Linked DNA regions of Mus musculus: all the other regions are linked to region 1. Evidence: chromatin contacts called from public HiChIP or PLAC-seq and promoter capture Hi-C data. All regions are on one chromosome and are shown on one strand. The core of a region is the stretch at or near the end of the contact, and the rest is flanking DNA. Distances in the headings are between cores, read along the strand shown.

Region 1 (2,589 bases), core at 23-2,522:
AACTTGGGAGTCAGGGGTGGCGAGACCCCTTGCCCTGTCTTGGGCTGTAGGGGGAGTAACTTGATGGCAGCAAATGGTTCTCCCTTCCACCTGAGGTACAAGTGTGGTAAGAGGTTGAGAAAGGTGCCAGGGTGCCAGGGAAAGTTCGTGCCCACTGCCTCCTTCTGTGGTCTCCCTTCCTCTACCGGCTACACTGCAAGGGCTGGCCAGACAGACAGTCCCGTGAGCTGCCCCACCCCCACCCCAGGAATTGCTCCCTAGGTTGTGAATGTTGAGAGACATTAGGGTCTGACAGACCTAGTTTGGAATGTGGCTTTGTTCATTCATTCATTCATTGAGCACTAATTTACAGAGTGAGTTCCAGGACACCTGGGGCTGCACAGAGAAACCTTCTTTCTCAAAAGAAAAATCACACACACACACACACACACACACACACACATATGATACCCATGTGATATATATATTATGTTAAATTTTGCCATAATAAAAACACTCATTCTTAGAGCTAGAGAAATTAGTTATTAAGAGCATTTATTGCTCTTACAGAGAATCAGGTTCGGTCCCCAGAACTGACACATGTACATGGTGCAGGTAAACACTCATACATATTAGAATAAAGAAAACACACTATAAAAAAATTGTTTTAAAGATTTCCAGGCTGCAACAATGTTTTTGGTTCTTCATAAGAAACCGCTCCATGTGGTGAGCAATGTGACCGGGAGGCTGGAGATGTAGCTAAAGAACTCTATCAGAGGTCCATGTGGTAGAGATAAGTACAGGGTGATGAGTGTGAGTGGGGCAGCTGTGTGTGTGTGTGTGTGTGTGTGTGTGTGTGTGTGTGTGTGTGTGTGTGTGTGTACACGACGGACGGTGTGTGTGTGTGTGTGTGTGTATGTGTACACGACGGACGTTAAGATCAAACACATATCCATCCAATAACAACCTGTATTTACATGCAAATGTTTCGTTTATGCAAAACAGCAGAGGTCTCGGGGGAAGCTTTTTCAGTCTCGAGCTTGTGAAGTCATTGAAAACGAAGAGCAAAGCTTTCCCCAGGGTACACCGCGTTAGCTTTGCCCCTGGGAGCTGGGCGAGTACCAGAACCAAGAAGCTGAAGAGCTCAGACCTCGCTCTCAAAGGTGAGCAGCGCCGCTGCCTGGAGGGGTGTGGGCCGTTGGTAGAACTGCGCATGTCCACGGGGAAGGCCAGTGCGCCTTAGTGCGCACGCGCCCTCTGCGGTCTTGACTACTCCCCCCCAGGGGCGGGGCAAGCGGGGCCCAAGATGGCCGCTCTCCGCTACCGGCGTTTCCTTAAGCTCTGTGAGGAATGGCCAGTGGACGAGACCAAACGGGGCCGGGACTTGGGCGCTTACCTGCGGCAGCGGGTAGCGCAGGCCTTCCGGGAGGGAGAGAACACCCAGGTGACCGGAGGGGAGGAGGGTGGGCACGTCGAAGCGATGGGCGGCAAGGGTGGGGGATCTGCGCATGCGTCGGCCGCTGCCAGGCTGCACGTGCGCGAGGTACCCATCTTGCAGTTAGCTGCGGAGTGCGACGCCTTCTGCGCAGTTTCCTTCCTTGTCTGCACAGTGTAGTAGTCAGTGAAGCGGCCCTGAGGTCCAGATGCCACTAAAGAGTCAAATTGTAAGGCGGGGTTGTTTCTTCCTTACCATCGTTAATGTGTCTGCGAGCCCAGCCTATCCCCAGACACCTCCAGCTAAGCCTCACTGCCTTCCGTCACTGTGAAACTGAGTCTCCCACACAGGTCCCTTGTGTGAGTAGTAGACCTTCTCGCCCCACTCAGGTTTAGGTTACCTTACCAAGCACGGCCATGTGCATGCATAGAACTAGGTTAGTTTCCAGGGAAATCGCAGTGAATTAGATGAGGTCTTTCTCCTTTTGCCTTTGGATTCTTATTCAGGACACGAGGAACAAATAGACTCATAAGACAGTTCCAATGAGTACTCTGATCGTGGTAAATGTAACATTAGTCGGGTTCCTGAGGCTTGCCTGAGGAAGTTACACATAGGTCGGTCTCGAGGCAGGGAGACAGTGAACACTGACTGCACTTCGGGAAGGGTGGCCAGGCACTTCAGAGGAAACCAAACTGACATATTACAGAAAAGAAAGCAAGCCTACGGGTAGTGAGTGGCATGTCTACAGCTAAGATTTGAAGCTGAAGGAAGGCAGGAGCCAGGCACAATACAGATTTTTTTTTTTTTTTTTTTACCAACAGATATGTCTCTGTACCCTGTTAATGCAGTGCCCACTGGGGCCAGAGGAGGGCATTGGATCCCCTGGAACTGAAGTTAGAAGTGGTTGTGAGCCACCATGTGGGTACTAGGAATCAAACCTAGGTTCTTTTTAACTGCCCAGCCACCTGCACTAGGGGTCAGATCTTACCAGGAAGCAAGGGAGAAGCCACCGGGGACATTTAGTCAGGGGACTGACGTGCCCTGATTTTCAAAGGTTCCTCTGGTGCTCTGGCATTGGGGAACAAGGAGCTGCAGAGAGCCTGCCGTGGTAGCACCGGAAGAGAGAGATGCCGGTGGTGGTTTGGATAATGGTAGTGGCACAGGAGACAGAAGTA
Region 2 (2,589 bases), core at 35-2,534, 450 kb before region 1:
GGGCGGACAGATCCGGGAAAGAAGAGTCTCTCCAGGTCAGGCGCGGCATCCTGCGTACAGCATCCTGAATACTGCATACTGCATACAGTATGTCAGGCAGAGGGTGTGGGCCGGGGAGGCAGAAGCCGATCTGCAGCTGCTCTGCTGAGGCAGGTGAGTGATAGCTTTCAAAATGACGAGGGCTCCCTGCCATGATGCAGAAGTCTGACTTTCAGCCCTGTAGAAACTCCATAACCATGTGGACAGGGGGGGCTTTTAGAGTTTATTATTGTTAATTTTTATGTATATGTTTTCCCACTTGTACATAAGTGCATCACATTTGTGAAATATATGTAAAGGCCAGAGTGGGTGTTGGGTCCCCTTGAAACTGGAGTTATTGCTGGCTGTGAACCACTCTGTGGGTGCTAGGAATCAAATCTGGGTCCTCTGCAAGAGCAGCCAGTGCTAAGCCATCATCCCTCCAACACCATCCAGCATCTTTATAATGGGGCTGAGCAGACAGTGGTAGTTTCCCAACCTTAGAGTGAATTACTTAGGTCTATGTACATCAGCATAGGGGGTCTCTCCTGTGAGTGGGTCACCCAAGGTGGAGTCCTTTGGTTTAGGGGTTTGGTTTGGTTTTGATATTTTGTCCTTTTATAGAGAACCTATAGAAAATGCCATGTCCTGTTGATAGCAGGTGTCGGCCTGAACATGGAGAGGCATTGGCCCTCTAAGGAAGAGGTACTCACAGCTGAGGAGCAGGGGCTCCAGAGGCCCCGTGTTCACTTGTCTTTTAACACTACTGCTAATATTATTTCCAGGACCAGCAAGATGGCTTCATGCATAAAGGCCACCTGCCACCAACTCTGATACCCTGTGCCACCAACTCTGACACCCTGTGTTCAGTCCCTCTGTTATATGTGGTGGAAGAAGAAACCTGTTCCCAAAAGTTGTCCTCTGACCTCCACACATGCTGAAATAAGTCTGGCTAACTCTCCAGCCCGCTTTTCCTTTGTTGTTTAACATATTTCATTTAAAGGGAGACCTTGGTGGGCCCTCTGCTGGGCTCCTGTGTCGGGACAAGCAGGCCACACACTGTTGCTGGGTAGCCTCCTGCAGGTACTTGCAATAGAGTTGCCGCCCCCAGGGCTTCCTTTTGGGGCTGAGCTTTCTGCCTTCCACAGGGAGCTTCAATACACTGCTCTCTCCGTGTTGCCCGTTTTTGTCATAGAGTACTTGTGTTCCTTAGAGAACTGTCTTTTGACTTAAAGAAGGAAGTAGCAGGAAGCTTCGGCCACAGATAAGAGTTTCTTACCAGTGCCTGAGCGGTTCTCCCCCATTAGTCCACAGTTGGTTACTTAGCGTTGACAGTGTGGGCTGTGGCTTTAGGTTGACATCTTGCTGAGGTTTTGGCCTTCACTTTAGGGTCACAAGATAACTGCAGTTGCTCCAGGTTTCAGGTCCCCGCCTGACGTGCAAGAAGTGTAGTGTTTCTTTTTGTACAGTCTCTCTATTGTGGGAAATCTTTCCCACAGTCCCCAGGAGACATCCTCCTAGGCGCTATTGACCTCAAATGGACCCTGCAGCGCCCCTTACCCCATGCTCGCTGTGTGCCACGCTCGAGTGAACCACATCGGAACTGAACAGAATCCGGGTGCCCTGGCAGTGAGGTTTGTGCCCACGGTGAAGTAGCATCTGTGCCTATGACACCTGAGTGCTGAAGCAGGGCTCCTTGTGGTAAGAGGTCTGTGGGGTCCTTCCTGCTAGTGCTTGGCCCAGTGTGCCCTCGGGGGAGGCTGGCCCAGCCTTTCAGACACAGGGTTTGAACATTTTTTTCATATGGGCACAGAACATCCTCAAGGAAAAAGAGACAGTTTCCCCCCCTTTATAAAGGTTTGTAAGCTAGTTATGGGTGGTGTAGCCTTTGACCCCAGCACTGAGAGGCAGGGGCAAGAGGATCTCTTAGTTCAAGGCCAGCCCAGTTAACATAGCAAGTTTCAAGACAGCCAAGATTACATAGAAAGATCCTGCCTCAAACAAACAAACGGAAACAACAGTAATAACAATAAATTTAAAAGGCAGGGTTTTTGTTAACTAGGTAGAAGAGGCACAGAGTACTCCCTGGGGCTTGTGCTTGGCTGCTTTTGCACGATTGAGAACTGAACTGTGGGCCTGCCTGCCACAAGCTGGACCAGCAGTGTCCCCAGCCCCGGGCACCCCCGCTGCAGAGGTCGAGGGTACCGAAGGGCAAAGTCTTACTGGCGCTAAGTGAAGACTCCTGCTGGGTTAGGGCTTGACATGGAGATGACTAAACAAGTCCGCACCAGTGCTGACGGCTGAACTTCCACATGTCCAAGTCAGATGTCTGAGCCCGGTGCTGTCAGATACTGAACTGGCGCCTGTCCCGACCTGCTTTTGCAGTCATGTGGGTGGTAAAAATACCCAACTTTACACTGCTGGCAGTATTTGAGACTGAAGAGTTGAGAGCCATGAAAACATGAGGTGGTTTTAAAAGAGCCACCCAGAGGTCTCACCGTGAAGACCTTCCCCCGTTGGCCTCAGGCTGGCTGCAGCCTCTCTATTTGAACCGTTGTGTGTGGTGCTGCG
Region 3 (2,589 bases), core at 42-2,541, 420 kb before region 1:
AAACGGCGCACCCCGACCACATGCACCGCCACGCGGGTGCGCCCGGCCCCACTTCCTGCCAGAGGGGGCACCCAAGCCCGCCTTGGGGGCAGGAAACCTGGTGCGAGTCGCAGGAAGAAAAAAACCCCTTCCTCTCTCCATGAAAACCAAAGCGGGGGGGGGGGCAGAAACGGGGAGTCGAAGGGACTAGTTCTAACAGAACCCAGCAAAGCAGAGGAACCAGTTTGTGGGGGCGGAGGGCAGGCCTGGCCCTGGAGGTTGAAGAGGCGCGGGGCAGGGCCAAAGGTGTGTGTGGGGGTGGGGGGTGAAACCCCGAAACCCAGGCCCTCGCGATCCGGCCTCGTCCACGCACAGTACTACTCTGGGAAAGGCGGAGGAGAGGCCAGAGAGGAATCTCGGGTCGCCGGGCCCCTCCCCCGCACTTCTAGAACTTCCCTGGCTGAGGGGGGCGCGCGCCCACCTCCCGCCGCTGCGCAGCGCGCGCCCCTCCCTGAGGCCGGGCTCGCCGAGCGCGAGGTGCACGGGCGCCGCTGGGTGCACAAGCGGCGCTCGTCGCAGTCGCGCGCCCCCTCCCCCTCCGCGCGCCGTTCCCCGGGGTCTCCGCACCCCACGGTCGCAACCCGGGCACCCTCAACCTGGGGACCGGAGGACGCGGCGCCCCGCGGACACCCACCCCGGCCCCGCCGCCTGCGAGCACAGTGCGGCCTCCCCTTTCCCGCGGCCCGCGCAAGCCCGGGGCCTGGGAATAAAGCGGGCAGCGCGCGCCGCAGGCCCCCCGGGCGCGCCGCGGACACTCACCGCGAGCTCCGCAGGCCGCCGGCGGGGCGCGCTCGGGGCTGCCGGGTGCGGCGTGGCTGGGCTCAGGGCACCGGCCTGGGCTCTGCCGCCACCGCCGCCGGTCGCAAATGCGGATCTGAAACCGGGAGAGGGCAGAGGCGCTGAGACCGCTGCGTGCGCGCCGCCCGGGCCCCCGCCGGGGATGTGTGTCACATCCGAGCTGGGGCGAGGGAACACTGACGGATCCCGCTCCCCTGGAGGATGGCGAGGGGCAGGAAGCTGGGCACGGCCCGTGCGCGGCCTCAATAAATAATAATGTGATTAGATTCTAGACCTACAGGAAAAAAAGAAGCCACCCGAGCGGCGGCGAACTCACGCCTTCTTGGAGCCGCGCCAACACCAGAAATAGCCCCGACTCGGAGTCCCAATTAGAGGAGCGCAGCCCCGGCTCAGGGGAGCTTAAAAAGAGCGACCCAGGGGCAGGGGGGACGGGCCCGCCCGCGCCAGCCGTGTCACCGGGGGGCGGGGCCATGCAAATGAGCCCGGGGATTTAAAAGGGCGGCCGCCCGCCAGCTGCCGCCGCCGCGCGCGGGTAGCTCGCCACTGTGCGCGCGGTTTCCGCGGGCACGCGCGCCGACGGCCCTCGTTTCTCACAGTTCCCGAGCAGCCTGGCGTTGGAGGAACCGGTGACGGCGGCCCTGCTGTTTAAGTGGGGACCCGGGGACACACCTACAGGAGCCCCCCCGTGGACTCCGGCCTCGCGGGGAGGCGCGCGCTGACGCCTGTGCCCTCGGACGTCCACGCGTACCCTAAGGAGCTTCTCGCGGCCCGGACGCCGCCCCCCCCCCCCAGCCCATGTCGAGGGCCTCTCCTTAATTCCCCTCTGCCACCAAGCAGGTGACGGCGTGTGCGTCTCCGGAGGCCTCCAGGCGCGTAAAAAACAAAGTCTTGTGAAACCCAAACGTGAAACTTGGCCAACGCCAACGGTTTAAATCTAGTAACGGCCGCCACCCAGGTGCAGGCTTCAAAGGAGCCGAGCGATTGGCCGCCTCGCCGGGACATCGCGGGGAGGAGCCACGGGTGGCCAGCTGCTTGGTGTTGAGGAAGCACGAGGTCCCTCTGGTGTGATTCCCCGCCCCCGTGACTTACGACTTAAGACAAGGGGCGCCTGGAAGCCCCTTGAGGGCAGGGGTTCGAGTTTCCCGCCTCTGGGCGCCTGGGTCAACAAAAGACTTGTTGCTGGGCCGGAGGAAGCCTAAGTGGGAAGATGGCGGGCGGTGGGGCGCGCCCTGCAGGCCGGGCGCGGGCCCTTGGACGCACCTCCCCACCTCGGTTCCCCGAGTCGGCCTTTCCACACCTCTCGTGATGCAGGGAATCGTAATTCGGGCCCAGTGACACACGACTGTGACTCATAACTCTGTTCCCCTTCCTCCGCGGTCAGCCCTCTCCTCGGGGGGCGCGCGGGCGGTGGAAGGGTACGCGGGGGCCCAGCGTGCGCCCGGCTGGAGGCGGGGTGGGAGCCTTGGGGAGGCGGGCCTCCCAGTTTCAGGAATGCCTCAGGAATGTTTCCGGTGGGGGGTGGGGAGCGCGGCGGGCCCGGCTACCCCCCACCCCCCACCCCCGGGCCGTAGGATGGCGCCCTGGGCGCAGGGCAGCACGTGCTCGGTGGGGGTGGGGCGCAGCGGTCAGGCGCGGGAGGCCACGGCAGGCCGCGGGTCCCGGACCAAGGTCCAGGTGACCCTCAGTTCCAGGGGTGCCCCTGGAGAAGGAGGAAGTCATGGAGGGGCGTTCCCAACGGGTGGAGGGGAGCCT
Region 4 (2,589 bases), core at 40-2,539, 370 kb before region 1:
TTTGTTTTGACATTGTTTTCAAATAATTGCAATTCCCAAGAAAGACGCGTTTTCTCCTGGTTAGTCGAGGAAGCCCCTGGTGGCCCTGGCAGCCCGCCCTCGGGTTCGGGCTGGAGAGGAGTGTCCTGGTTTTCAGATGGGGGCGGGGTTGTGGGTCAGGAGGACGAAGAGAGAAGGGGGTTCAACTAGACTCCAGGCCTCCCTCCCTGGTTTTCTCCCCTATGCCCTCTGCCCTCCTCCTCCTCTACATCTTCCTCCTCTCCCTCCCTAGCCCCTCCCTGCCCCCTCCACCACCTCCCTTTCTTCTCTTCCCGGGGCAAGAGCTGCTGATTTGCAATTCAATTGGAGCCAAGTGCTTGCTAAGCTGCTAAAACAACTGAAAGCTACTAGGGAGAGGGGAAGAAAAAAAAACCGTTACAAGCATTTTACCAATAATTATGCAGCAGCTGCCCCCACCCCCAAGCCTTCCTCTTTTGCTCTGTACGTGGTCTGAGGGGGGGGGGTAGGGGGGAAGGAGTGGGAGGGAGCAGAAGGGATCTGAAGAGGCCTCAGGTTCCCTCCTTCCCTCTGACTCTGACCTGTGTGTGTGTGTGTGTGTGTGTGTGTGTGTGTGTGTGTGTGTGCCCTTGTTGTGGTCTCCAGAGCTTGCTGAGGTCTGGAAGAGGCTGTCTGAGCCGAGCCACTAGGGGTAGGAGGAGAGGAACGGATCCCTCTCACCTGGAGCTCATTTGTCTAACTCCGAGGATGCATCAGAACTGGGGGTGGGGTGGTGTGGTGTGGTGTGTGTGCCTCTGAGGAGGGGATGAAAAAGAGAAAGGTCCCTGTCTGACGAGGTAGAAGTGAGCCGTGGTGAGTCTCAGGTAACCCCCACTGCAAAGTGTCTGCGGCCTGCCAGCATCTGTGGCCATTTATAAGTGTGTGCACACATGTGTGTGTGTGTGTGTATGTGCACGCGCGCGCCTGTGTGCACACACACATGTGCTCCTGCTGTGGCCCCGGCGATGGCCGACTCCTGAGCTTGACTTGATTTGGGTGTAGGAGCAGCAGGGACCTCTGAGGAGAAGCTGCCTCTACAGTGGACATTTCAAGGGGTCTCTGGGGGCCCCCCAGTGATCCTGATCTTCTCGTGGGCTCTCAGAGTGCTGCACTGGAATGAGCAGCCTGGTTGGGTCCACCCATGGAGAGGAGGGGACAATGGGAAAACCAGGGCTGGCTGTCCCAGGCCTTGCTTCAGAGATGGTTGGGACTGCTGAGTCACCCAGGCCCTGCCAGGCCTGGGAGGGAGGCAGCCTGGGCCACTCCAGTGTGCTCCCAGTGACGTTGGCCCAGCCTCTAGATCATGGTGAGCAAGCCTTGCATGGTGTCAGACTCTGCTCCTAACACTCTAGAATGCAGGGGCTTCCCGGCATCTACTTCATATTGGGGAGAACCCCGGTGATGGGGGTGTCACTGGCCCCCTGGCATTCTGAGTGTTGAGCCCACAGAATGGCCTGTCTCGATGTTAGACTTCAAAGCATACTCACAAGAACGTGTATATCTGGGGACAAGGGGCTCAAGTCCCTGAGATGGAGTGGCTAGGATTTTGGTGATATTTTACCCAAGGACAGACACAGTTGCCACAATAGGAGCCAGGGCTCAGGGGATCCTTTCCTTCTGTCCCTGTGTCCCTCTGTCCCTCTGCTGGATGTGAAGAGGCTCAGCTGCCGGGTCTGTGCCTCCTAGGACGGTAGGGATTGGTGTGTGTTGTGAGGCAGGCAGGCTACAGTGACTGATGGTCTGGAAAGATGGAGGGGTAGGGAGGGCAGAAAAGGCTGTGGTCTGTGTTCCTTGGGTCCCTTTTAGTGATATTAATGGTTCAAGCTGGGGACAAGGGACTTCTTCACTAATGAAACAGAGAGAGAGAGAGAGAGAGAGAGAGAGAGAGAGAAAGAGAGAGAGAGAGAGAATATGAGATGAGAGATTGGACCAGAAACTCAAAAGCCATTTATGGAGGCAAGAAGGTTAACTTGGAGAGGGCAGAAGGGGAGCTGGAGAGCCATGTCTGGAGTGTGGGGTGGGGGTGCCCCCCCCCCCCCCCCGCCCAGGTCTGCCTCCCAGCCCTGATGGAGACTAATTCTTGGCAGGGGGACTGGGATCTGCTGTTGTGATTTCTGCTTTCCTTCCCTCTGAGGGGATTACAGGGGTACCGCCCCCCTGGAGAGTGCTTTTGGGGTGCAGTTGGGGCTAGAGCTGTGTGCTATAGCTGTCAGGTCTCCTGGCTTCTTCTAGGAGGAATTTCGAGCTCACACAATCACACAATGAGCAAAGTGGATGGAAACCCAGGCCATCTTTGGGGAGCAGATGCCAGGCTCTGGGGATTCATCACAATTCTATTGCCTTAGTCTGGCCTGTCCTGGCAAGAGAGGGAGTAAGAGTGTGTGGAGCACACCTGCTGAGGGTCTAGAGTCGCTGAGGAGAGAGGAGGATGTGGCTGTGCCAGCCATGGGGCAATGACAGCGCTGGGCACCTCAGGCCTGAGGTTTAATCCTGGTCCCTCCAGAGTCATTACCAGCCCACTTACTGTATCAGGCAATGACAACCCTGTGGGAA
Region 5 (2,589 bases), core at 28-2,527, 330 kb before region 1:
AGACACAGGTCATTGACAGCTGTAATGGAAACCCCTCAGTGCCAGGCCTAACTTTAGCCTTGGTAAAAGTCGTGTGTGTGTGTGTGTGTGTGTGTGTGTGTGTGCGTGTGTGCGTGTGTGCGTGTGTGCGTGTGTGCGTGTGTGCATGTACATGTGTTTAGGGTGGGAAAGAGGGAGAGAGGGACAGGGAGAAAGAGAGGAAAGAGTTGGGGCTAAGATGCTCACTGGGACACAATGGTCATCAGCACCACTGCAGGCTCAGTGAGGTGAGAGGGCAGGGCCGAGAGTGCTAGGGAGAGACAGGCTTCTCTGGCTGTGTGCAACACACACACACACATACACACACACACATACACAAATGCACACATACATATACCACATACATAACACACATATATACATACCATACACACTTACATCTCCCATATACACACACACCACACACATAATCACACATACACAGACACATACCCTCACACAATATGCACACACACAAATACACACACATACATACATACCCTACACACACATATACCACACACACACCATTCATACAAAACATACACACCACACCTACATCCCCCATATATACACACACACCTCACACACACAATCACACATACACAGACTCACACGCACATATACCACACATACATTCTCAACACTATACACATACACACACACATACCACACATACACACCATACAAACCCACATTTCCCCATACTTACACACACCACACACACTCACATACTCACACAGACAATTCACACACACCGTCACACATACTCACACCTACACTCACACATGCACAAGCTCACACACACATATCACACACATATACTATACACCCACACTCATATACACATATACACACTTGCCTACCATATATATTCATACATACATACACACATACATACATGTATATTATACACACACACACAAATGCACACATACATACACACCCCCACATATACCACACATACACACTCACATCTCTCCACATACATACACACCACATACATAATCACACATACATCTCTTACATATACATATACATATACATATACATATACATATACATATACATATACATATACATATACAATGTATATATATATTTAAGAGGTGAAGGTTTGGACCCAGGGATTCAGGTGTCGAGAAGAGAAGGTCAGGTTATATTCTACTTGTGAGCTCACAGATCCCTGAGTTTGCGTGGGCTGAGGTTGTTGAGCCCAGCCCAGCCCAGCCCAGGCTTCAGCACCTCGGAGAGCGGCACCCTGGCCCTCCTGGGCTGCCTGTAGCCAGCTTCCTGCTCCTAGGCAGTCTGTGGAGGCTGAGCAAAGCCTCTGAAACACAGGCCGCTTCCCCTCTGCTTTGTTACTGATTTCTTTCTTATCCACACACATTTATTCCTGGACACTGCTGTGACCAGGCAGGTCCGGCTCAGCTAGAAAGCTGAGATGAAAGAGTTGAGGTGCTTGTCTCCAACAGTCAGCAAGCACGGTGTGTGTGTGGGTATGTGTGTGTGTGTGCGCATGTGTGCACGCACACGAGTGCTTGCAGGATGGAGAGGCCAGGCCAGGCCAGGAAAGAGCTTCCTTTGGGAGATCTAGGATTGGGCCTGGCCCTGAGGGTGTCCTGGAGGGGTCTGTTCTTGTTACCTTCAGAAGGCCATGTTCCTCCCGGAAGCAGGGCAGATGGAGCAGGCACCCAGGCAGACTGGTGTCTTCCCTGCGTGAGCGGGCTGCAGGTCCTTTTGGGCCCTTAGTTCCTCTGAAGTGGAGGTAATTCTAGTTTTGAGGCCCCGTGAGGTTTGGAGGGCATGCCCACCCAGGGCGAGCACTTGGCGTCCTAGACTGGGGCTTCTCCCCCTCCTGGGTCTCTACAGTCCTTGACTCACGCTTGCTACATCTGGCTCTATTTTGCTATAGACAGAGTGATCATGTGGCTATTCTATGCAAATTCTATGCAAATTTTTAACAAGCCAGAAGGAAGCTAACGATGCCTTGGGACCCAAGGGAAGCCTTGGGTCTAGGAAGCAGCAAGGCAAGGAGAGGAAGGAGGGGATGGGAGGGGACCGGGAGGGGACCAGGAGGGCTCGGGAAGGCCCGGAGGCCTTTGCCACTTCAGAGAAAGTCCTGCCTGGCCCTGTGTCAGATTTAGGAATGTGGGGAGAGGGGCAGGATGAGTTACTAGCTACCTAGAAGATGGGAAATGGAGAAAGAGAAGGAGGAGGGAGAGGAGGAAGGGGAGGAGGGAGGGGAGGAGAAAAGGGAGGATGGAGGATCTGAGTCAGAGTAACAGAGGCAACCAGGCAGGCTCTGGCTCACAGGTGGCCTCAGTTTCCTCGTCTGTGAAATAGGCATGATACGCAGGATGTGAACTGGTTGGGAGGGGTCAGTGAGGCAGCACAGGGTAAATGTTAGCTGTTGGAGGAGAGCTGTGTGGTTGTGAAGAGGCGAGAGGGAGGAGGCAGAAGACTGAATGAGAGTGGGGGAAGGGCTGGCGATGGGGAAGGGGTTTCAGGACCACTGTCTGGCTACAATCCAGGTGTCAGCCAGCGATTTGAGCTTGCTTGTTCTTCAGT
Region 6 (2,589 bases), core at 49-2,548, 290 kb before region 1:
TCGGAGGTGAGGGAGGCTCTTCCTGGGCCAGCTGGCAGCTCCCATCCTATGTTATAAATTGAATTTTATGATCATTTCCTATTGCTGTATGGGGACTGGTATCTTGGGCCGCTTGCACACTAGGCGTGCCCTCTACTCACCGAGCTTACCTCCAGTCTCCCTCTTGTTTTTATTTTCTGTTCTCAGACAGTCTTTCTCTACATTGAACTTTTTGGTTCTGCTGCTCCAGCTTCTGGGGTAGCTGGAAAACAGGTGTGCATGCACTCCCAGCCATACAGACAGGTCTGTACCCCTCTCCCCGCCAGCCACATTGTTCAGGTCTGTACCCCTCCAACCCCCACCACATGGACAGATCTACACCCCCTAGTCACAGGGACAGGTCTGTACTGCCCTCCCCCCCCTCCCCGCTCTCTGCCATATAGACAGGTCTGTAACCCCTAGCCACACGGATAGGTCTACACCCCCTAGCCACATGGACAGGTCTAGTCTACACCCCAACCCCTAGTTCATAAGGGACACTGAGCCACGCAGATAGGTGCTGGAGACACCCAGGCTTTTATATTTCAGTAAGACAGGACGATGGAAACCCCGTAGGGCTGGACTATTCTCCTGGGGTCTCAATTTTGAGGAGGTTAAATGGGTAGATCTACCCTAGCATCCTCTCTATCCTTGATTACATGACACAGCCTAAGGCACTCTCAGGCCACAGACCTACACTAGCCTGGGGAGGCTAAGCGGCTCTCAGAACAGCCCAGGGATGGCTGAGGCACTCCGGACCAGTCACAGACCCAGCCCTGGGGTCGGCAAAGCAAAAGGGAACCAGCAGTGCCCCCCTACAAGCTTGCCTATGGTTCACAAACAAGACAGTTGCTCCTGCCTGGGCCAGGGCCAAGAGCTGCCAGGTGACATGGACAGACTAGTGACACCTCCCCCCCATCCCTTTCAGGACCTGCTGAAGCCAGCTTTGGAATGCAGAGCCTGAGGCCTGGTTCTGCCAGCTCCAGGGCTGGCTCTGTTCTCCTAGCCACTTCTCCTGGAGGCAGGAGGCCAGGGGGGCCAGAGCTAGGACAAAAGGGGCCCCAATTAGCATTGTGCCAGCTGTCCCTGAACCACGTCTGCCCTCAGAACCACCAAGGAGCTGTGGAGCCCCAAGGAAGGAATCTGAAGGACCTGGACCCCTTTATAGTCTCATGAGGGTCTCAGAGCCCAGATGTCCACTGAGCGCCCCGGGTAGTCTCAGGCTTCCTGGCTTCTGTCAGCCTCTCTGTATAGTACCCTGGCCCTGCCCCAAGCCTCGGCTCTGGCCCCGAGCATCACCAGGCCTGTTCCCCAGACAGCTCTCTGTGCTGAACAGCACACGCGCGCCAGGATCTCACTTCATTTGGCAAGGGTAGCAATTAGCATCTAATGAGCCTTCTTGCTTTATTTTTAGGTAACCTCTGAGGCCCTGCCCGTGGAATTCAGCCCGCCATTGCTGGCACATAATTAAAGCATGTCACCATAATTTGCCTTTTTTCCCCCTTACAAAGCCATAATTATGTTTTTATTGCAAGTGAAGGGGGGAAAGCAGGGGAAAAGAAAACAAAGAGAGGCGGGGCCGGGGCAGGAACCCGGGCTAGGCTTCCTTAGCCAGGGTCTCCCTGCCTTCTGGGGGCCACTTCCCCTCAGCATCTCTGGGAACTCCCTCTAGCCCTGCCTGATGGCCCGCCCAGGGGAGAGCAGAAACTGTGTCCGAAGGGATGATTCCTAAGTTGGGAGCAGGCACGAGGGAGCCCCTGCATCTTCTGCAGTTGTTGGAAATTTTCCATAATAAAAAGTTAAATGAAACTCTGCTCCCAGGAAGGAGTCTGCTGGCTGCTTTCTGGGCTTGCCAGAGCAACGTCTCTCCATCATTAATTAGTGCTCTGTGTGTGTGTGTGTGTGTGTGTGTGTGTGTGTGTGTGAGGGGGTGAATGTGTGTGTGTGTGTGTGTGTGTGTGTGTGTGTGTGTGTGTGTGTGTGAGGGGGTGAATGTCCCTTCCTGGTGGGAATGCCTGGAACCAGATGCTCCCAGCCCCCAGCCCCAAAGTCTCAGGTGCCCCCCATTCACCCGAATCTGATCATCTGGCAACTGTGCTGGAGTCCAGCATGCAGACGGCAGCCATGATGGCGAGGGGCGGGGAACAGCTTATGTTTTCAAAGGGCTTTCCAGGGATGTCCCCCCCTCCTCAGGATTCCTCAGGGGTGGGGGTGGGGGATCTGGGGAAAGCGTGGACCAGCAGCACTACCGCCCAGCTTCTTCCCAGCATGCACTGGGAATGAGGAGTCCGGGATTCCAGCTAAGGCTCTGCTACGGACTGCTGGGTGTCCTTGGACAAACTGCCTTCCTTTTCTGGTCCAGTTTCTTCCCCCTTAAGATGAGGAGGTGAGCTCTGAGCTCAAAGCTGAGTAAGCAACAGAGATCCTACCCTGTGGAAAGGGGAGGAATAGACTGAAGAGGTTTGGGGGGGCAGTTACTATGGTAACTGTGCCCCTAATAAGGGGCAGGGGAGAGACCGAACATACAAATGAGACCATTCTCTTCTCCAGCTTTGGTGGATTGGCTGAGGC
Region 7 (2,589 bases), core at 61-2,560, 260 kb before region 1:
CCCCACGTAGGAAGCCTGGTTCTCCTCGGATGTCTGGGGACCAACCATCATCCAGGCTTCTGTCCTGGCCAGCCAGGCCTGTGTTCCTTACCCCCAGTGCTGTGCTGTCCCCACCACAGATTCTGACTCTTCAAGGGAAGTGTTTGCTCGTCAGCACTGCTCTGCAGTGTGGCTTTATTGTGCTGTTTTATTGAAGGCCATTTTAAATTGCAGTCATGGCCTTGGGCCACTTCTGACTGGTGACTGCCAGGGACTAGGCAGCTCCAATTCCCAGAGGTCCCAGTGGAAGAGCGACAGACTTTCCCTAGCATCTGCAAAGCAGCACGGGCTAGCGGGGTCTGTCTCTCTGTGTCCCACACCCCCACTCCATCTGCACCCCACCCTTGCTGACCCTGCTGGGTTACCTACCATTCCATTTACTTGGAACCCCTCCCTCTGGCACCAGATCTCCTCTCCTCGGGACTGACAGGCAGCGGTAGCTACTTCACCCCGTTCCTCCATGCAAGAGACTCTCCTGAGGACCAACCAGTCCCTTGCCGACACTGTCTCAAGCCTGCTTCAGCCTGTCTCCTTTCTCTGCCTAAGATTTACTTTTTATTTTATTTTAATTTTCTAGTATGTATGTATGTATGTATGTATGTATGTATGTATGTGAGTACTGGTGTCTTGCCTGCATGTGTATCTGTGCACCATGTGTACGCACTGCCCGCGGAGGCCAGAAGAGGGCGTTAGAACCCTAAGGACTGCAGTTATAGATGGTTGTGAGCATCCTTGTGGCTGCTGGGCACCTTGAGTTCTCTGGGAGAGCAGACAGTGCTCTTAACTGCTGAGTCATCTCTCCAGAAGTAGAGATGGCTATGCACACATGGTTTAACCATAAGGCTGAGGTCTAAAGAGGGGACATGATTTTGGTGTCCCCTAGGGTTCAACATATCCCTGGTACCCTGGAATCACAGTGTCACATGCCGAGACACCAAGAGACAGGCATGGAGGCTGTCTGGTTGGGGGCCCATTGGCGGGCTTGGGGAAGGGCCCTGGGGAGTTATTGCTCAAAGTCTAGCAGGACCCAGGTGTGAGGATGTGGAGGCAGAAGCTGCGGAGACCCACTAAGGATCTTGGCTCTTTCCAGGGACACAGTGGCGGGGGGATTAGCTGTGCAGGAAAGCCCTTGTAGATGCTATCAGCCACAGGGAGGTCTGGCTTGGAAAGCAGTTTATGCTTGGGGCAACAGGGGCCGGGACTTGTGACTTACGCCACAGGGAGCCCCTGAAGTGTTGCGCGCAGACATGATCTGATTTGTAATTGAGAAAGATCTCAGCAGCTGGTGTGCAGGAGGAGAGCCCAAAGGGAGCCTGAGACTAGCCAGAGCTGATGTCACCGTCAGCAGCAGCAGGCTGGGGGAGGGACAGGCGGGATAGAGATGGGGGAGGGAGGGGTGGCACTGTGAATGGATCACCAAGGGAGTATGAGGAGGAATGGGGGGATATTCTGCTAGCATGTGGGGTGGGGAGATGCTGCCTGAGCAGGCGAGGGGTCCGGGAGTTTGGGTCTGAGAAGCTTTGGGAGAGGAACGGGCTGGGTGATGTCACATAGGAGCACTGAAATTTCTCGATACACTTATTTGTTTATTGCAAGCACCACGGCATACATGTGTACAAGTGCAGCTCAGAGGACAACTTGGAGGACTTGGCTCTCTCCTATCATATGAATCCCAGGGATCAAACTCAAGTCATCAGGATTGGTTGCGAGCATGTTTCCCTGCTGGGCCGCCTTACTGACCCCTTCTAGAACCTTGTGAAGGGTTGCAAGGTGCCTGCAGCAGAGCTCAGCGCCACACATCAAATCACGAGGGAGGGGCTTTGGTTTCCCGATTCACAGTTGGCAGAGGAATCTAGGCCAGGAAGTTCAGGCCCTTTCTCAGACCTCTCAGCAGCCCGACCTATAGAGCTGAGATGCTCCCAGGACTTAGTGTCTCACCGTGGGTCCAGCTCCACTTCAGCCCCTGCCGCCAAGCAGCCTTGGGTAAGGCTGGATTAGGACAGAGTCATAAGGAGAGGGGGTATGTTAGAGTATGGGGAGGAGCAGGGGAGGGGTCTCAGTGGCTCTAGGATGGCAAGTAGAACCTGGCTAGTTCTACTGGATCCAGTGGGCCCGAGAGCTCTAGTCAGTGTCAGTAAGTGGGGTCGTGGTAAGTGTTCTATGCCAATCTGAGAATACAGGGTTTGACTTGTTACCTAAGTTCTTTTCTATTGAAAAGCATTAATTTCAGGGGGACTCTACAGAGACCCATGGGACTTCAGAGAGCACCCCTCCCTGCCCCTTGGGGGAGGGTTAGCTGGGTCTGTGCTATCCAGATTTGATTCAAGATGCCTGTGACCATTCACGGAAGGGTGGAGGCTCAGGGATTTCTCAGCGCTTGCTCTGGGGTTCCTAAACCATACCCTAACCTCTAATCTTAACTTTCAACCCTAACCCTAACCTCCAGCATTAGCTGTGACTTCTAGCCTTGCAGTGGTTTTAATTGTGAACCTAAGACAATCTAGAATCACCTGGCAGAGGTGGTTCTTCTCCCCGCCCCCCAGGAATTAT

The links. Promoter capture Hi-C pulls out the DNA fragments that hold promoters and counts their contacts. HiChIP or PLAC-seq counts read pairs in DNA pulled down with a chosen protein or histone mark.
Region 2: a contact with region 1 is called in an H3K4me3 HiChIP or PLAC-seq map of bone marrow-derived macrophages, with 6 times the contacts expected there. The contact joins the enhancer-like site here to the promoter of Uqcc2 in region 1. A contact is called at or near these places in 6 of 39 promoter capture datasets (the 3T3-L1 cell line, the C10 cell line, embryonic stem cells and 3 more), 2 of 115 datasets of contacts at active chromatin or transcription factors (bone marrow-derived macrophages and memory CD8 T cells) and 1 of 9 other capture datasets (embryonic stem cells).
Region 3: a contact with region 1 is called in a promoter capture Hi-C map of pre-B cells, with 4 times the contacts expected there. The contact joins the promoter of Hmga1 here to the promoter of Uqcc2 in region 1. A contact is called at or near these places in 17 of 39 promoter capture datasets (3T3-L1-derived adipocytes, the C10 cell line, the HPC-7 cell line and 10 more), 1 of 15 datasets of contacts at CTCF or cohesin (the NIH/3T3 cell line), 3 of 484 Hi-C or Micro-C datasets (CD8 T cells, Sertoli cells and pre-B cells), 26 of 115 datasets of contacts at active chromatin or transcription factors (the NIH/3T3 cell line, T-cell acute lymphoblastic leukemia, Th17 cells and 21 more) and 2 of 9 other capture datasets (adipose tissue and liver).
Region 4: an H3K4me3 HiChIP or PLAC-seq map of embryonic forebrain shows a contact between it and region 1, with 7 times the contacts expected there. The contact joins the enhancer-like site here to the promoter of Uqcc2 in region 1. A contact is called at or near these places in 2 of 39 promoter capture datasets (cranial neural crest and embryonic stem cells), 4 of 484 Hi-C or Micro-C datasets (bone marrow-derived macrophages, embryonic stem cells and nephron progenitors), 20 of 115 datasets of contacts at active chromatin or transcription factors (VIP interneurons, bone marrow-derived macrophages, craniofacial prominence and 13 more) and 1 of 9 other capture datasets (macrophages).
Region 5: an H3K4me3 HiChIP or PLAC-seq map of embryonic limb bud shows a contact between it and region 1, with 4 times the contacts expected there. The contact joins the enhancer-like site here to the promoter of Uqcc2 in region 1. A contact is called at or near these places in 11 of 39 promoter capture datasets (the C10 cell line, HPC-7-derived erythroid cells, cranial neural crest and 6 more), 1 of 484 Hi-C or Micro-C datasets (trophoblast stem cells), 7 of 115 datasets of contacts at active chromatin or transcription factors (bone marrow-derived macrophages, embryonic basal ganglia, embryonic limb bud and 4 more) and 2 of 9 other capture datasets (adipose tissue and embryonic stem cells).
Region 6: a contact with region 1 is called in an H3K4me3 HiChIP or PLAC-seq map of embryonic midbrain, with 4 times the contacts expected there. The contact joins the enhancer-like site here to the promoter of Uqcc2 in region 1. A contact is called at or near these places in 1 of 39 promoter capture datasets (embryonic stem cells), 1 of 484 Hi-C or Micro-C datasets (nephron progenitors), 6 of 115 datasets of contacts at active chromatin or transcription factors (astrocytes, embryonic forebrain, embryonic hindbrain and 3 more) and 1 of 9 other capture datasets (embryonic stem cells).
Region 7: an H3K27ac HiChIP or PLAC-seq map of differentiating embryonic stem cells shows a contact between it and region 1, with 2.3 times the contacts expected there. The contact joins the enhancer-like site here to the promoter of Uqcc2 in region 1. A contact is called at or near these places in 11 of 39 promoter capture datasets (the 3T3-L1 cell line, the HPC-7 cell line, the SN4741 cell line and 5 more), 1 of 15 datasets of contacts at CTCF or cohesin (the NIH/3T3 cell line), 5 of 484 Hi-C or Micro-C datasets (B cells, the CH12 cell line, cerebral cortex and 1 more), 13 of 115 datasets of contacts at active chromatin or transcription factors (differentiating embryonic stem cells, embryonic basal ganglia, embryonic hindbrain and 4 more) and 1 of 9 other capture datasets (embryonic stem cells).

The regions. Positions count from the first base shown.
Region 1 is chr17:27,132,574-27,135,162 of GRCm38.p6, reverse strand. Uqcc2 (ubiquinol-cytochrome c reductase complex assembly factor 2) reads left to right here and starts at 1,272. Exons shown (of 4, transcript NM_026063.2): 1 at 1,272-1,423. The coding sequence starts at 1,286.
Region 2 is chr17:27,587,191-27,589,779 of GRCm38.p6, reverse strand. All of the region lies in intron 2 of Nudt3 (nudix (nucleotide diphosphate linked moiety X)-type motif 3), which reads left to right. Among named protein-coding and RNA genes, the nearest start is that of AI413582, 23 kb to the right of the region's middle. Within about 2 kb of position 1,284, at least 78 of the 459 cell types and tissues checked have an H3K27ac peak or open chromatin away from gene starts, as enhancers often do. A contact at or near this core is called in bone marrow-derived macrophages, hematopoietic stem and progenitor cells and memory CD8 T cells, where this site is marked.
Region 3 is chr17:27,555,276-27,557,864 of GRCm38.p6, reverse strand. It overlaps Hmga1 (high mobility group AT-hook 1), which reads right to left and starts at 1,291. Exons shown (of 5, transcript NM_001025427.3): 1 at 1,154-1,291.
Region 4 is chr17:27,499,696-27,502,284 of GRCm38.p6, reverse strand. All of the region lies in intron 2 of Grm4 (glutamate receptor, metabotropic 4), which reads left to right. Among named protein-coding and RNA genes, the nearest start is that of Grm4, 12 kb to the left of the region's middle. Within about 2 kb of position 1,289, at least 15 of the 459 cell types and tissues checked have an H3K27ac peak or open chromatin away from gene starts, as enhancers often do. A contact at or near this core is called in embryonic forebrain, where this site is marked.
Region 5 is chr17:27,465,514-27,468,102 of GRCm38.p6, reverse strand. The region is part of intron 3 of Grm4 (glutamate receptor, metabotropic 4); the gene reads left to right. Among named protein-coding and RNA genes, the nearest start is that of Grm4, 47 kb to the left of the region's middle. Within about 2 kb of position 1,277, at least 43 of the 459 cell types and tissues checked have an H3K27ac peak or open chromatin away from gene starts, as enhancers often do. A contact at or near this core is called in embryonic limb bud, where this site is marked.
Region 6 is chr17:27,421,625-27,424,213 of GRCm38.p6, reverse strand. It overlaps a transcript of Grm4 not described here. Among named protein-coding and RNA genes, the nearest start is that of Gm35007, 23 kb to the right of the region's middle. Within about 2 kb of position 1,298, at least 82 of the 459 cell types and tissues checked have an H3K27ac peak or open chromatin away from gene starts, as enhancers often do. A contact at or near this core is called in embryonic forebrain and forebrain, where this site is marked.
Region 7 is chr17:27,391,807-27,394,395 of GRCm38.p6, reverse strand. No RefSeq gene overlaps it. Among named protein-coding and RNA genes, the nearest start is that of Gm35007, 6.8 kb to the left of the region's middle. Within about 2 kb of position 1,310, at least 26 of the 459 cell types and tissues checked have an H3K27ac peak or open chromatin away from gene starts, as enhancers often do. A contact at or near this core is called in cerebral cortex, differentiating embryonic stem cells and hippocampal neurons, where this site is marked.